2 separate regions of the Xenopus laevis genome follow, and region 2 is linked to region 1. The links are chromatin contacts, called in public Hi-C maps. All regions are on one chromosome and are shown on one strand. The core of a region is the stretch at or near the end of the contact, and the rest is flanking DNA. Distances in the headings are between cores, read along the strand shown. Region 1 overlaps col27a1.S (collagen alpha-1(XXVII) chain). Region 2 holds the start of dpm2.S (dolichyl-phosphate mannosyltransferase polypeptide 2, regulatory subunit S homeolog).

Region 1 (3,554 bases), core at 243-2,742:
AGGAGCTCTTCAGTGTGAATGGTAATCTCTGACGGGGGACTGTCTGCATTCGCAACAAAGTGATCCCTGCCGATCACATTAAAATACCTACATTTTTGGTGGAGATTTCAGCATATTATTTGTACTAAAGGATTCTTTTCGTGCTGCAGCCATTAGCGCCACCATACACAGTGCTGTTCCTCTCTTTTTTATATAGAGACATACAAGGAGCTACTTGGCAGCAAGGAAATTGTTCAAGGTAAAAAAAGAAATTACAATATATACAGATCTTACTAAGCAGGATTAAAATAACATTAATATACAGACATAAGCTATCGGGGGACATGTGTAGAAATGGGGAAGACCCATCTTGCAGGGGAGAAAAAGCTATAAAAGTCTGTAGTCTGTACCTGTTCCACTGGCAGCAAATGGGTTAACAAAGTGCAGTCAAACATAATTTCCTATTAGAGGAGTTAATCATGTTTAGTTCAGAAATGAATGTGTCATCTGTAGTCTCTAGGGAGTTCCAGTAATACTTACCGGTTCACCAGGATGTCCTTGAGGTCCTGGGTAGCCTTTTAGTCCCTAAAAAGATACACAATGTCACACACATTCAGTGGATCAAAAAATAGGGAGTAGAACGGTGGTGTTTATTTCTTTACATGTTTGCAGCAGTGATATACCTCAATGTAGTTCAAGTGGAAGTCAAATACAACACACAAAATGGACATGTTGAATGACCAGGTTAAAGAGAAATGATTTATTTACATTTAAAAGTTTTTTGAACAAACCATAAATTACTAAACCATGTATCTCCACCTAGGAAACCACAAAGTGTAATAATAAAACAGTACCTTGTAGTACTTGATCCAAACTAAGATATAATTAAACCTTATTTGAAACAAAACCAACCGATTGGGTTTATTTATTGTTTAAATGATTTTCTAGTAGACTTAAGGTATGAAGATCCAAATTATAGAAAGATCAATTATCCGGAAAGCCCCAGGCCCCCAAGCATTCTGTATAACAGGTCCCATGCCTGTAATACACAATAAACCCAGTGTGTCATATCTGTTTTGGTTGCAAAGAAAATAAAACAGTTTATGCCACCGAGAGGGGGATTCCATCGGAAGATGAAGGGGAGACAGAGGAATGAAAGAGCTTTCACCAAGTACAGGGATGAAAAGGAAACAGAGGAATGCATGCAAATGGATTAAGGATCAGTAAGCACAACACATAAATAATGACACATGATGGGAATGGAATGGTTTTTCGGACAGAGAGAAGGGAGTCTATCAATCTAATTATAGAAATTATAAAATGACAGACAGGTGTCAGTGAATGAATGTTAGATATAAGAATGAATACTGTATGAGAGCTGTAAGTAGAAGAGTAACTGAATGTCTGCAGGTGCTGGCAGGGTCAGACTGGGGGGTCCAGGGCCCACCGGGGCTGCTGTCACAGGGCCCCCCTCCTGAACTCCAGCTTGCCGCCTCCACGAATGAGCAAAAGAAGTGCATGTGCACACAAAAGACGCAACGCGCATGCGAGCACAAAAGACCCCTCGTGTCCCAGAATTAAGTTTTTTTTCTGGGGAGCAGGTCTGGGCCGACCCTGGGTGCTGGCTAGCGAATGAATTATCAGCACCATCAGCTGAATGAAAGAATGCAATGAATGGGGCCAAATCTGCTGTTTTCTTCTTGAATGAAGAAAGTAATAAAGGCATACTGGGCAAGGTAACTGAATGGTAGTCATCAATAAGTGGATTGTTGACTGCTATAATTAAGGAGCATGAATAATTAGGGAGCAAGATACATGAATAGTAAGCATCCTCCGGGTCACTAAATAAATGAAGAACATAGTCTATAGCATTAACAGATGCTAAATGACTTCTCAAATGAATAAATCACCTTGAACAAAGTTCAGAGCAGATGCTGGATAGCAGCACCCATGGAGGTTAAACAGTGTGAATGACAGCTATTACCAAAGGTTACAAATGAGGGTCAGTGAATACATTACATTTCCAGATGATGAATGATAGCCATCACTCCAGCTACTGTACAACGTGCTTTAGAGGAAGAATCCCTCTGTGATACAGTGATCATTGCAGCATTAAAGTCTGAAAGAGGTTGCCCACTGTGTATATGTTGGTACCTAAACTGACCATGCTTGGGCAAGGACTTATGTTTTTGAGAGAAAGAGACAAGACCATCATCTATAACATCTTGCAGCAAGAATTAGACCAATATGAGACTGCCAGCTGACAATTTTTTGCATGGACAAAGGAATGGCAGAATGGGAAGGGATGCTACTTTGTTGAGGAATGGACTGATAAAATCCAACAAATGACACTTGTAAGACTAAGTGGCATTTTCAAGGGAAGAGACTGAGAAGACCCAAACTCCATATGAATGGAATGATATTGAAATGCTAATACATTGAAGAAAGGCATGGTGTGCCCTTTTTGTTTGCCCACACTACAGGATTTTCTGCAGGATCTCTGCAGCATTGCAGGGTATGTAACAGAGATGTCCGGCTTTTTTTGGGCTGAGTGCCCACATTTGCACAAACAAATGCTGCCTCTCATAACATTACAAATACATGAAACCATGATGTCACTCCTCCACAGATGCAGGAAACCCAAAATAATAAATATTAATTTACCTTCAAATTTTTTTCCCTACTGGTCATTAATCTGGGCACCCTTTCCATGGCTTCTGGTTGCCCTTGGGGAACCAGCCCAACAATTTAAGAACCCATGGTATAGAGCATTGGCCCCCAGTTGCTTAGGTAACTAATTTCATGGCACAATGTCAGAACATTATGCTTCTTCAGGGAAATAAAGGAATGAAAATATAAATCAGCAACAGCGTACACAAGGCAGGCAAAAGTCACCTGCAGCCTAACTCTGAATGGAACAAATCGAGGTTCTGAAGTCAGAAACAAATGTTAATAAAATAATATAAAATTATTTCATCTTCACAACAAATGCCCCTGTTTAATTGTATGCTAGTATCACTTTTTTTACAGGTCTGTTTGCTTCCATAACCTGCCCAGCATAGAAGGCCAAACACATGCCAAAAGGCCAGTTGGTTGTTTTAATCAATTAACGTTATGAACTTGTCAGAGTCCGTCTGTCTGTGTTTGGTCACTATTATAAGAATAGAAGTAAGGAACCAGCCTAGCCTGGTTAGAATGCTTACTTGTCCCCCTAGATACTCCTGAAAGTCCAGCTTGAAAATCAGTTAGCGTGAATTTTGGAGGCAAAGACTTTATTTGTTGTTCTATTCTATTCATATTATATGACTGAATGGCTGATACAGTGATTTTATATACATGTGTAGTCTTGTAATAAGCTAAGGGGGTGGGTTTAACTTAATTGTTGTCCGACTCAAATAAATACATTTTCCTGTTACATTTTACTTTTACCTTTATGAGGCCTGCTTCTAAGGGAGTTGAAAAATGTACCAGAAGCTATTACCGTGGCCCTGTAAGGGTCAAAGACTCTTTAGGAAGAATCATTATTGCACGGCTAATACACTTTACTGCACAGGAGTTGGCATCAGTCCACTATG
Region 2 (3,557 bases), core at 181-2,680, 68 kb after region 1:
AACTCCGTTGGACAGAATCTGCACGGAGGGGTAAGTAAAGAGTTAGGGGCATTTGCCGGGGGTAGCAGCTAGGCTGGAGGGGGAGGAGGGAGGTGGTCTATGTAGGGTAGGAGGGTAGGGGTTTTTTTTTATTAAAGGTCTGTTTCTCCTTTAAGCAGAAAAAAATTGTTCTCTGACAGAAAAATGTTCCCATTTAATTTAAAGCACACAGAAAGCCAAATTTGCTATCTGTGTGTGTGCCTAAGGGAGGAACTCCATGATGCATTTGGTGCCGACAAGTCGCCATGCGGCGAAACGCATGCGACGTGTCGGATGTTGTGAAGAAAGAGGAAGTGAAGGAGAATTGCTGCGTTTTCATCCGACAGTCGGATAAATGTAGTTCTTACACGCTATTCTCCTTCACTTCCTGTTTCTTCACAACATCCGACACATCGCATGCGTTTAGTCGCATGGCGACGTGTCGGCACCAATCGTGCATCGTGGAGTTCCTCCCTAAATGTTAGATGCTCTCAAGCCAACTCAGGTGATATTTCTTTTCCTAGGGTTGATTCTCCTTTTAGGAAAAAAATGCAGGGGTAGAAAAAGTAGCACTGTCCTGCCATCTTGCTTACCTTTCTCTGGTGCAGACTTGTACCTCGGCATGAGCAGAAGAGTAAGACCAAGATATGTAGTAATGTTCATATGTGGCGATTTACTTTACACTGTGGAGCAAATGCTGGAGCCTTAAGTAGGGTTGCCACCTTTTCTGGAAAAAATACCAGCCTTCCTATATATTTAACTTTTTTCCCTATTTATAACATTGGGATCAACCATCATTTTTACCAGCCAGGCCAGTAAAATACCGGCCAGGTGGCAACCCTAGCCCTAAGGGGCACAAGTGTGTGTAATACAACAGGCAGTGTGGAGAGTGCAAATAAAATGCACTTTGCACAGTGTGGTAGATAACGCCTCAAAAGTCTAAAATAAATTACAGTGGAGCCAGGGCCATGTAAGAAAATGGCAGCACTTATCGGCTTAACCTTTTCCTTCTGACAGGCCAGTTTATTTATTTTTTTACTAAAAGAGGCCTAGGGAAAATTTTGGTTACAAAATGTATTCGTGAATAGAAAATATTTGTGAAAGAACACTTATATTTCTAAATAAGAGCATGTCTAATTGTTATGTTTTGGTAGCGGAAGATGAGTAGAGTATAACAGTGCCCTATTAGCAGGTTTATCAAAAACAATGATATTTCATGTTTTGGGCAATACAATTACTTTTCATAGCTCAGTATTAAGAGGCAAGAAGGATTCCTATTCGACTATAAAGAGGTTCCCACTGAGGTAATACGTCGTGCGTGCGCCACGCAGCAAAGATTAAAAATAAATAAATAAAGGCTCCCAAGATGCACCGCGCAACCCCAGTAGCTTTGATTGGTTATAGTGTTAAACCCGGAAGTAAGCGTGCGGCAGCAAGGCGGCGGATAGATGGTTAGTGTAGTTTCTGTGGATTGCGTTCCTACAGTTCTGACAGTTGACACAATGCTTTATGGTTTCTTATTCTGTTCTCTTCTAGGCGACAGGCAGCGATCGTTTAGCGGGGGCTGGGCTTGTGGCTTTGAGCTCGATCATCTTCGTCTATTACACAGTATGGGTCATTTTGCTGGTACGTGATTAACTGCTGGGCATCAGCTTTGTGTATCGGGCACTGCCAGGTTGCATTAGGCTTGACATGGTAAATAGCCTGAGTGAGAATGTATGAGGGGCCGCACATGGCATGGCAACGTTTTTATTTGTTCCAGTTGTTTATCCAGAGAGCATGACTATTGGAACAGCAGGCAGTGAAAAGATGCTGTGCACTGACTGCATGGTTCTTCAGCATACATGTATGGGACCTGTTATCCAGAATGATTGGAACCTGGGGTCTTCAAGATAATGGATCTTTCTGGAAATCATGATTTAAAACGGAGTCCCGTAATTTGGAGCTTTATAGATAATGTGTCTTTTTATCGTTTTTTTTTAAATCTGCCAGATGCCAGATTTCTGATTTGGACATCCCTGGGCAGAGGGTCCTGCCACCCCCTTCACGAGCATGGTTTCCACTTGAGCAACGGAGATTGAGCATGCAGGAGATTTAAAGAGCTGCGGCTGGCGAGCACGCTAAATCTTGCTGCGCTCTATATCTGCGCCTTTGTGGCCTTCCCACAAATCCGGGCCTGTAAAACAGAGGAATATCTATAGTTGGTGCATATCTGTCACAATTGGCAAGCCAGACTTAGAATAGTGCAGGTGCATCGTTCTTGACACCTCCACTGGCAACATGTAGATAGACATCCAGCATTAGATTTAAACAGGCTTACTTCAAGGGGTGCACGCCAATTAATGTGTTCACCTTCACATTCTTTCAAACGAAATGGAAAAGAGGTAGCAGCACTCCCGTAATAAGATAAAACCGCCTTTATTTCAGAATTACATCTGGCACAGCAACGTTTCGGACCTCCTGGTCCTTTTTCAAGCTGACAAGCTTTGTCAGCTTGAAAAAGGACCAGGAGGTCCAAAACGTTGCTGTGCCAGATGTAATTCTGAAATAAAGGCGGTTTTACCTTATTACGGGAGTGCTGCTACCTCTTTTCCACCTCCACTGGCAACACCAGCTTTGTGTGACCATGTGTATATGGTGGTATTGTATTTTATAGCTGTAGAGAGTTGCAGGTTGGACGTGCCTTTTTTTTTTGTAGCATACAGTTAATGTTCCTTCTGCTTTGTTGTTTGTCTGTCAGTAATGAGACAACATTATTGTAATGTTGGCCATACACTGGAAGATGAACGCACCCAAGTTGAATGCTTATCAGCCTGTCTCTCTCTGTCCAACCATTGTCTATTGGGCATGCTTAAAAGTTCCCATTGGATGAGTGTTGCATTAATAATATCCTCTACCAAAGCAGTCTATAGGCCTACTGCATGATCAGACTTTTGTCACAGTGCATGCATGACCAAATCAGTCTGATATCTTCTTGCACATCTTCTGCAAATAAAAAGACCTTTCTGGGTATGCCCATGCCTCTCTAATTTTACATATGTCCTTGTTTATTCTTCCAGCCTTTCATTGACGGTGATCATGTGATTCACATCTTCTTCCTGCCCCGGGAATATGCTGTGTTGCTGCCTTTGGTGGCTGCTTTAGTCCTGCTTCTTTTAATTGGTGAGTTATAGTTTTGTATACTAAACCAGGGGCATGTTTTTATAGTAAGGCCAGAATGGCAGGTGGTGGATAAAGGTATAATGATAATTGTGCATCTTTGCATTTTGCTTTTCTTTAGTCACCACTTATGACATCATTTTGTACCCTAAATTATTTACAATAATAATTTATGATAATAATTTCTCTGCCTCAAAACTATAGGCCAGTTAGTCTGACATCAGTTGTAGGAAAGCTTTTTGAAGGGTTAATATAGTAGAAGATACTGGACTTCATAGCAAATCATAATACTATGAGTTTGTGCCAGCTTGGTTTTATGCGTAATAGATCTTGCCAGACTAACTTAATTTATTTTTATGAGAAGGGAAGTAGGGACCTCG

Evidence for each region. Hi-C and Micro-C count contacts between places; a contact is called where the count stands out from the background.
Region 2: a contact with region 1 is called in a Hi-C map of the XL177 cell line, with 2.1 times the contacts expected there. The contact joins the promoter of dpm2.S here to the enhancer-like site in region 1. A contact is called at or near these places in 2 of 4 Hi-C or Micro-C datasets (the XL177 cell line and the XTC cell line).

What each region holds. Positions count from the first base shown.
Region 1 is chr8S:35,338,644-35,342,197 of Xenopus_laevis_v10.1, forward strand. It overlaps col27a1.S (collagen alpha-1(XXVII) chain), which reads right to left. Exons shown (of 61, transcript XM_018232747.2): 8 at 520-564. Among protein-coding and RNA genes, the nearest start is that of col27a1.S, 52 kb to the right of the region's middle. Within about 2 kb of position 1,493, at least 1 of the 7 cell types and tissues checked has an H3K27ac peak or open chromatin away from gene starts, as enhancers often do.
Region 2 is chr8S:35,406,588-35,410,144 of Xenopus_laevis_v10.1, forward strand. It overlaps dpm2.S (dolichyl-phosphate mannosyltransferase polypeptide 2, regulatory subunit S homeolog), which reads left to right and starts at 1,431. Exons shown (of 4, transcript NM_001171707.1): 1 at 1,431-1,469; 2 at 1,555-1,644; 3 at 3,078-3,180. The coding sequence starts at 1,467.